2 separate regions of the Pan troglodytes genome follow, and region 2 is linked to region 1. Evidence: chromatin contacts called from public capture Hi-C data. All regions are on one chromosome and are shown on one strand. The core of a region is the stretch at or near the end of the contact, and the rest is flanking DNA. Distances in the headings are between cores, read along the strand shown.

Region 1 (4,863 bases), core at 62-2,561:
CCTCGCAAACTTGGCCACAGTATCAGGGAAACAGGGCTACCAGGGCCAAGAATTCAGGCCATCTGGTTAGGTTATCCAATCCAGTGTTTGTACAGCCCCCTCTGGGAGGGATGCCTACGTGGACGACATCCAGGTATTGTCTATGCCACCTTAGGAAGAGCAATTTTACAATCTTCCTTGGTAACCTGGTTCATGGTTTAATCATTAACCTAAACTCTTGTTTTAGCAGAATTTTATCAGTGCACTATTGATTGCTCTATTCTGTGTGGGAAGACATGAAAGAAAAATGCCTGTACTATCACCCTTCCCAGAACTGAAGACTGTTATAAAGTTATTCCCTTTAGCCTCTTCTACCCAACTCAACAACTTAAATGTTTCCCCAGATTTCCACTATCCGTCTCCCACTGAAATCACGGAAGCTGCTGTTGTTGTTAAAGAAGCTGAGGCTGTAACGCCAGCATTTCCATGTCATCATTATCTCTGTGTCACAGAGGCTGGAGAAAGGAGGAAGGAACTAGGGAGACCTTCAATCCAAATTCACTCTCTCTGCCTCTGCACCCACAGCAGCAATCTGAGGCTCTGGCCTCCAGCAGGGCTGTCTGCATTTTCAGATAGATCTGGCCAATTCTCCTTGAAGGAACTCGAAATGGGCCCCACAGGCAAGAGTGCAGTAAGACCCTGTCATGACAGAGAATGAATGAGACGACAAGACAGCGCTGTGCAAAGGGGATGCAGGAAGAGAAGGCAGGAGTCATCCACTCAGAGCTGGATCCCCAGCTGGACCTGAGCGTGAGCCTCCAGAAGAGGTCACCGCAACTCAGCTGGGAATATTTTTCTCATTGCTTTTTAGGTTATCCATCCTTGTTTCCTCAGCAGAAGTGGTGTTTCTGTTAAAGCCAGTTATTTTCTTCCCCGAAAGGTCACCTGAAAAGTGTATTTGAAGGGCCAGATCATAAGCCTGACATGCCAACACAAGTCATCAGCAGATGTTGTTTCTGGAAGGCTAAATTCAAACCACTAACCAGAAAAAAAACTGCCCTTTGATCTGAAGCACAACAACAGTAATAAATCCTCTTTATCACGTGACCAACAGGGCCTCTCTTTCCTTTGGTTTGTGACTGCCTTAGATAGCTGGCTGCCAATAAAAACTGCCCCTTTCCCTTCTAAAAGGCACAGTTCTCAGCGAGTATGAGAATGTGCAGAGTGCGCACTCAGTCACGCAGGAAATGCCCTTCTCTGGATTCAGGGGCAGCAGGGAGTATTGCTGACAGCTCAGCGCTGGTCCGGTCAAGCTCAGAGCCCCAGAATTGAGGCCCTGAAATAACAATCGACCCCTCTCCAAGGGAAAACTAGCCCCGAGGTGCGTAGTTCCCTGGGACTGGGGCTTGCTTTGTGTCTGGTGAAGAGATAAGGACACACTGCTAGACTCAGGATGAGAAAGGGACAGGATGGAAAAGCAAGCACGAGCAGCCTCACGTCCTCCATGTGTTGGCTAAGTGGGGCAGGGATATTCGAAGACCTGATCTCTTCTCCCCAACCCCCTGTTCTGTGCCTCGATACTTGAGCCCTAAACTTCTGAGCAGGAACTAAAGATCCAAGGTCAGAAGGTCAGAGATACGGATGAGGACATTAGAAAAGAGCCAAAGAAACCAGGCACAAGAAGAAATTTTCCACGACTCAGGTGTTTAGTAAGTAGCAGATGGGAATTACATAAAGGGGAAATAGAAAGCTTAATTTTATATCTCTCATCACAGGAAAATACTGAAATAAAGTTTCTTGGCACTGTAGCTCCCCAACACCCCAGAGCTGAGAAGCCTGCCCCTCTCTTGGCCCACCTTGTGCGCAGTTTCTGCAAACTGCTGGGCGCTGTTCTTCAGGTCTTCTGTCTTCTCCTCCGCTCGGCCTAATCGCTCTCCACGCTCATTCAAGGCCTGGCTTGCCTTCTGCACTGCGCTGGTCACGCTGTCAGCAGCTGAATGGAGGATGCTGTTTCCTGAAAGGAGGAGAGCAGGTGCATCAGAAACTGGCTCAGCTGACCCACAGTGACCAGACTCCGGCAGGGTGAGTACCCTGTAAGAGGAAGGCAGGTCACACTGCAGAAAGGCCGCTCGTCTAGTGACTAGGAAACAAGCCGACATTTCTTTTGATTGGGTTTGACTGACGCACTTGCAGCAAGAACACCCACTGACTGCAGGACCTAGGAAAATCCTAAATGCTTCTCTATAAACTCATCACTGACACGCCAGTCATTTCCATTCTGCCAGTATTCTATCTGTGGAGGCTCAAAAGGATGGGGCCTGTCTGGATTTACAACTTGGCTTGCAAAGATAAATGAAAACATTGATAAGTTCACAGAATTAGGCAAGTTCAATGAGACATATCTGGATCTTATGTTATTTCCTTTTGACCTGTGGTTTCGGTGAATAACCATAGGAAAACTGGGACCACAGAACTTTTCTAGATAGAATGCTCTATATTCCTTCCAACGCTTCTTCTTCATTTTACCCCTTCATCCAGCAAGTAAAGAACACCCCAAAATGTACAGCTTCATGTAAGAGCTATGATCCAGTCTCAAAGCTCAGAGTAGATGTGTCTGCTCCCAACCTTGGATTCTGTACCATGGCTCGGATGGTTGGGACTCCTTACCTCTGATCTCTAGTATGTGAAATACGGAGCCTCAGGACCATACTTAACCAGCAGGTACAAAACAGTGATAGAAACCAGCCCTAGAAGAAACTTGGTACTCCCAAACTCAGGAGTGGTGATACCAAGAAGGTTGAAAGCCATTGCATCTCAGAGGGTCATGCATTCCTGACATCCCATTTGCCGGGACTGGGCAGCAAAATTCAATAGTGAAGAACTTGCCGATGCATAAATCACTGAGAAATAGCAACTTGCAAAATGACAACCAAAGGAAATTTATAGCTGTATTTTGTTAACATTGAGTGTGAGATATTTAATGGCATTTTATATAATGACTTTATGTCTTTGAATAAGTTTATTACATCATTTAACTTTGTACCTGGGATGGATACATCTAGCCACAGACAGCTTTTAATAGAAACGCAATTTCCACTGGTCTCAGCTGCAAAGGGTTCTTAATTTCTCCTCTGTGGGCACAGTCTGTGGTTTGTGGAAAAGGATCTCAGGCAAAGAAAGTGCCTGGACTGGAGGAAGCACTTAGTAAATGTTTTTCCATTTTTCTTCTTTAATGGTGGATTTCAAGGGATTCAATTATGCACTAAGGGGAGGAGAATGGGGTTAACTCAGTGTTACTCAGTTGCATCAAGCACTACATGAACCAAGATAAATCAGCACAGATAAACAGGGAGCAGAGGAAATGCAGTTCTAGGCAAATCTGGTTGAATGCAAGGTTGGAATGAAAGGTCTGGGTCTTCAGAACAGATTTAGGAGGAGAAATCTTGGTCCCCTTTGCTTTCATATCATACTCATAACTATGATAATAACCTATCCATGCTGCTCAACACTTGAATAGCACTTTGCAATCATAAAGCACCTTCACGAATATTATCTCACTTGATTGTCACAATTCTGCTGATAGGATTGACACTAGCAGAGGTTAAGAGGCTTGCACAATACCGTATCACTAGGGAAGTGACATGGATAGCACTTGAGCCTGGTTTCCCAGTGACTTTTCCTTATTCTCTACCTTGTTCTTTGCAGATATGGTGTTGGTTCAGAGAAGCAATCACTAAGACAGAATTGTGGGCAGACTAGCATACAGATAGGTTTTGACAGGTTATTTCCCAAGGTAACGCCTGACCGTTTCTGTCCTCAAGGTACTCCTCTTGGTAAATTAAGAGTTATTACCCATGCCACATGGAAAGTCAAGTTTTCTCAAAAAAGGAAGAGGCCAATGGGGTGGAACAGGAAGATGGGGAAGGGCGCAGAGGAGTTGGGAGAGGGCACAAGAAAATCTCCTTTTCCTGCCTCCTTCCATATATTCACAGCTGAGCCACCAGAGGACTGGGAAAAGATAGGGCAGGGAAGCTGCAACTTCACCACTAGGAATAGCTTCCTTAAATCAAAAGGATTTTAGAATTAGCTGCTATAAAATTAAGAGGGTGTATAACCAAGACTTGCCTTTTCCCACTGGAATTAACCTGCATGATCTTCACTCGTGTTTCTGGAATGAACCCACTACACATAAGCCTTGCTGCTTTGTTGCTTGAAATTAATCTTGCACGTGATGTCAGGTAACATCACACTCAGTTTTATATGATACTGTTTAACAGGAGACATTATAACTCATAGAGAACCAGATGCTGTCTTCACTGTTGAAAGATGACATTGCTGACTACTACCAATAGGAAATTCACCTTCAGTTATTTTCAGGCATCAGGATGAATTCGAACAAATTTCATTTCCTTGGTTGAAATAACCTCTTCCAGTTTCAATTCTACCCACATTTTAGGCACAGTGAAGTCCCATCACCTTTATTAAGCTTCAGGTCAATTCCAATCTCTCCCTCCACTCAACTCCCTAAATAATATCTATATCCTTCTTGGGTACTTAATTAAGTACAATCACGGGCAACTCTTCTCCTACTTGACTTTTTCACCTGTAGATGCAATGACTTCCCAGCTGGATTACAAATTCTCAGAGTGCATCATTTCGCTCTGTTGACCATTCCCTAAATCTTTAATATTTTTCCTCTATTGACTGAGATCTTCTGCTGACTTATTTTCTTCTATCTGGGATCCTCTTGCTCAAACTGTAATCCCAGGGTTCTTTCCCTCACTCTCTTCTCCTTTGCACTCTACAGACTCTCTCTGGAGCAATCTCATCCAGCTCTTGACTTCCATAACCAAATCCTTATCTTTCACTAGGTCATGCTGCTGA
Region 2 (4,568 bases), core at 1,007-3,506, 310 kb after region 1:
AATAGGAATATATAGTATATTATGTATAAACAATATATACTATATATTATAGTATATAATATATACTATATATAAATGTATATGATAATATCTATATTACTATATATTTCTATGTATATAGTACTATATGTATAGTAATCATCATTCCCCATGTTATGAGTGGCAGGCTTCAAATTAGCAGTGGTACAATAAATGATCATAAAAGGCTCTTGCATTTTTTATTTTCTTCCATTCTTAAAAAGGCTCCAAAGAACAAAACATTTGGCATGTGTAAACACACAGTGACTTGCCTTATGAGGTCTAATGTCTGTGGAGTTCTCTGATTACCATCAAGAAAAGCAGAAGGAAAAACATTGGTTCAGGATCATTTCTACTTATCCTTTTCTTTCCAGGTAAAAGAAATCTTTACCTGGGTCTAGACCAGCAAAAGCTCTTTGAAGCAGCAGATACACATCACTGGGTACGGCTGGTTCTCAAACATGCACTTGATTTTATTCACAAGTCTTACAAATCATCGCATGTCCAAAGAAACACCTAGGTGAACTAAAGTTCTGATTTTATACACTCACTGCCACCTGTCACTCACAGCCTGCCAGTCTCTGTGCCAATGTCAGAAGCTGGAAATATATTATGATGGTTAAGATCAGCGCTCCTTATCAGTCATTTTCTAGTGGATTGTAAGTTGCTCATGTGGCAAAGTTAACCTCTTAGGAAGAAGGGGTAGATGGAGAACAATAGAAGAGGTGGAACTAAGTCCTGGGGTACTCCAGCATCAAGAGATTGAGGAGAGGGAACTGGGATCAGTTGGATGTCAGGAAAGCAAAGCAAGAGTGTCATCATGGGAACCAAGAGAAGAGAGAGTGATCAGCTCTATGAAATGAGACTCCTATTTTTACATCCCCCATTTCCCCATTTATCTTTCTCAGCTGCAAACATGGATGATTTTCTTCTATGCCGTGAGGTCACTGAACGTATCAGTAGAAATTCCTAGCTCTCAGAACCATTTGGGACTTTTGCAACCTATACAAAACTTCAGTATCCTCCTTTTCTTCCTATTTTGTATTTTCTCTTTTGAATTTAATCCTCATGCGATTAGAGTACGCTAAACGGGACCGAGCTTAGATTAGCAGAAGAATTTTACTAAAGGTTCAAGTATGCTTTTGGCAATGAAATTCCATCCAGTATGTATTTACTAAATGCTTACTAAGTATAAGATGCTATTCTCAATGCTGTAGAAAAAAAAATCAAAATTCTATATTCACTGAAGTCAACATCTCAAATGTTTGCAATGTAGGAATGAAATTACCTTAAAAGAGATAATGCATAATTTGCTGTGGAAGTACAAAGGAGGAAGAGATCACATTCAGCGGGAGGGATTATGAAAAACCTGGAGGAGGATTTAGCGTGTGGGTGGACCTCAAAGGGTGGTTAAACTTTCAAAAGGCAGGGATAAAATAAGGGGCAATTTAGGAAAATAGGAACAACATGAGCAAAGGCACAGAGGTGGGAAAGTATAGCTTGTTTTTGGAGAAATGGTCATAGTTAAATTTAGCTGAAGCATAAAGATATGTATGTAAAAAAGAAGTGAGTAAGACTGAAGAAGTGATGGTATATGTCAGAGAGTCCTGGGTAGGGAGGCAGTGAGGCAGGGAGGTGGGGAGACCACATGCAAAGAGCATGTGCTTCCCAGCCAGAGATGGGTTAGAAACCAAGGATCTCCCCAAAATATTAGCTCTGCAATAGGATTGTCAAATCATGTCTCCAATCTATAATTTTTCTAATACAAAAGACACGTGTATGCTTACCTTAAAAAAATACCACGGTCAAACCAAACCAAACTATGATGTTCATAATGATGGCTGTGAGACTTTTTTGTTAAAGCTTTTTGTTAACAAAAAGTTAAATTGTGTTCAGTGTATCTTGTCTAAGAAGTCAGGAAAGTGAATAGGAGGCTGGGGCTGGGTAAGGGCACCTAGGAGTCACTGAGGATAGCTTTCCTGAGAGAGGTTGGTGTAGGTTGTACAGGAAAGAGGGCTGTAATAAGACCTTTTGTATTTTGAAGGTTTAAAATCCAACTATACACCCCATTCTGAGGGAGGGAAGAGAGAAAAGGATTCTGGATCTGAGAAGTGGTGAATGTTGGAAGAGTCCTGAACATCATCCCTCGGGGCTGGGCAGCATTTGGGGAAGCTGGCGTATGCGGCACGAGAGTGCAAGGAAGGAAGAGCTGCAACCACGTGGCTGAGCTCAGCCCTGGGAGATGGGGCCGTCCTTCCTCTGGGAGCCACGGAAATTTCTACCTGGGTCTAGGCGGGCAGAGGCTCTGCAGCAGCGGACACGTATCACTGGGTAGAGCCAGTCTTCAACAGTGCCACCGTGTGGCAGAGAGGAGCAGTGACAGTTATAACTCCGTAGAATTACATGCGGGTTCTCCCAGCCCAGCCTTGAAAACTAAGCAGCTCTCTCTTCCTGGAGTGTGAGGGCTTCAGCATCCAGGGACAAAGCCCAGTGTGTATATGGAGAAGGCTTAAAGAAGCCGATACCGTGCCTCTTGATAATAGGGAATATGAAAACTTGATAAATTAATTGAAAAGTAAAGAGAAGTGGCGAATTCAAATTTGTACGGCAGTTCTAAGTGATAATTAGAATAAAATCATTAGACCAAAAGGAAAAATATATCTAGTTCTAAAGCGTTAGCTTTTATCTTGTTAGAAAACTCAGCTGTCTAGAAACTCACATTCCTAAGCGTCTGGATTGAGATTTTCTTTTGGTTTTCATTCATCAGGGAATGAAGTGAAAGGATTGAATTTTCACTTTACACTTAACTCAGGCTTGATAAGAGTCTGGAGGAGACAGTCTCTAATAATCCTATAATCCTAGATGTCCTGTCTATACCTTTTAACATCTCTGCATTTACTCCTTGAGTTTCTTGTGGTTGAGGAAGGATTTTGAAAGGGAGATGATGAGAAAAACATCACTCATATTAGTTACTGACTGAATTACATCCATTTCTGGTCAGTCGTCATTAGGTAAGGCTCTAAATTTCAATCAGGATCTTGGCTAATTGTACTTTGGATTTGATAAGGAGTCATTGAAAAGTGAGCAATGAATAAGATTAAAGCTAGGCATTTCTTCTTTTTAACCTAATGTATCATTCATTATTGGTTTAGTGCTCATCAGGTTTTGGTAAATAAATACAAATCTTAGATTTGGAAAGTTCTACAGTGGTCATTTAGTTCAACCTTTTATTCCCAGGCAGGAGACCTTTTCTGCAAAATACCTGACTTTTTGTGACAGAAGATCAATCAATTCAGGATCTGCTAAAACACACCTAGGGATGTAAAACTCACCACTTTGTGAAGCAGAACATTCACCTAATATTCAGAGTGTAGCCTGGGAGTAGCAACGGGGCATCCCTGGAGATTTAGTAGGAAATGCTTGATCTGAGTCCCTATCCCAGACTTGCTGAATCTGAATCTTCACTTGACAGGATTCCTGGGTACTGGGTACTCATATATACGTAATGTTTGAAAAGCACTGGCTAATTCTATCGTTAGATGGTTTCAAAAGTTAAATGGTTTCAAACTGACATCTTACTAAAAGCTAATGTTCTGGTGTGGTCTATGAACCCATCCCCACAGCCTCGGCTGTTAGCCCAGCTTCTGGCCATTCCTGCAGTTATAAAGCTTTGGCCACCACTGCCATTGTGGCCACCTCATCTCCTTACACTCAGTAGTTTCTGACTTTCCTGGGTGTGACGGCTGGGCTTTGGCACAGCCTTGGTCACATTCTCTGTGGTAGGAGCTGTGGCAACTCCAGGGCTTGGGCCAGATCAGATCCTGCTGCACCACTGAGGCTCTGGTTCTCTCAGTGCCCCTTGAAGGGGTAGGAGAAGGTTACTAAGAAGTGTAGGGGTATTTCACTTTGGGAGGCTGAGGAGGGCGGATCGCTTGAGATAGGGAGCTTGAGACCAGCCTGGCCAGCATGGTGAAACCCTATCTTTACTAAAAATTCAAAAATTAGCTGGGCATGGTGGCACATACCTGGAGTCCCAGCTACTGGGGAGGCTGAGACAGGAGAATCCCTTGAGCCCAGGAGGCAGAGGTTGCAGTGAGCTGAGATCATACCACTGCACTCCAGCCTGGGTGACAGAGTGAGACTCTGTCTCAAAACAAAACAAAACAAAACAAAAAGAAATGTAGGGATATTTGTGCCATGTGGAGAGTGAAGAGTCAGGAAGTATCCGGGAAATAAATGACTAGCTCCTCTTCTTCCTGCTGACTGCTGCATAGTGCAGTGCCTGCCCTGCTTCTGCAGAGACGTGTGACCAGTGGTGTTTCTTGGGAAGCTGTGTACAGCCTGATAACATACTATTTTTTTCTTGCTCTCCCTCCTTCCTTGCCACGCATGTCTTTTTTTTTTTTTTACCTTTTGCCCCCAGATAAAGCAGTAATGCCTAAGCTTTGCCTTAGAGTCTGTTTTCTAAGGAAACTTGACTAAGACATCTGCCCTGTATATGTTTCACTCACTGCTTCTAATTCTGCCATCTGGCTGGCTTTGGAATGGTC

What was found. Capture Hi-C pulls out chosen DNA fragments and counts their contacts.
Region 2: a capture Hi-C map of stem cell-derived neural stem cells shows a contact between it and region 1, with 2.7 times the contacts expected there. The contact joins two enhancer-like sites. A contact is called at or near these places in 1 of 7 Hi-C or Micro-C datasets (stem cell-derived neural progenitor cells) and 1 of 1 other capture datasets (stem cell-derived neural stem cells).

The regions. Positions count from the first base shown.
Region 1 is chr15:23,103,875-23,108,737 of NHGRI_mPanTro3-v2.0_pri, forward strand. STXBP6 (syntaxin binding protein 6) reads right to left here. Exons shown (of 6, transcript XM_009427607.5): 5 at 1,836-1,993. Among named protein-coding and RNA genes, the nearest start is that of GZMB, 150 kb to the left of the region's middle. Within about 2 kb of position 1,312, at least 7 of the 24 cell types and tissues checked have an H3K27ac peak or open chromatin away from gene starts, as enhancers often do. A contact at or near this core is called in stem cell-derived neural stem cells, where this site is marked.
Region 2 is chr15:23,417,510-23,422,077 of NHGRI_mPanTro3-v2.0_pri, forward strand. All of the region lies in intron 1 of LOC129136963 (a long non-coding RNA gene), which reads right to left. Among named protein-coding and RNA genes, the nearest start is that of STXBP6, 82 kb to the left of the region's middle. Within about 2 kb of position 2,257, at least 5 of the 24 cell types and tissues checked have an H3K27ac peak or open chromatin away from gene starts, as enhancers often do. A contact at or near this core is called in stem cell-derived neural stem cells, where this site is marked.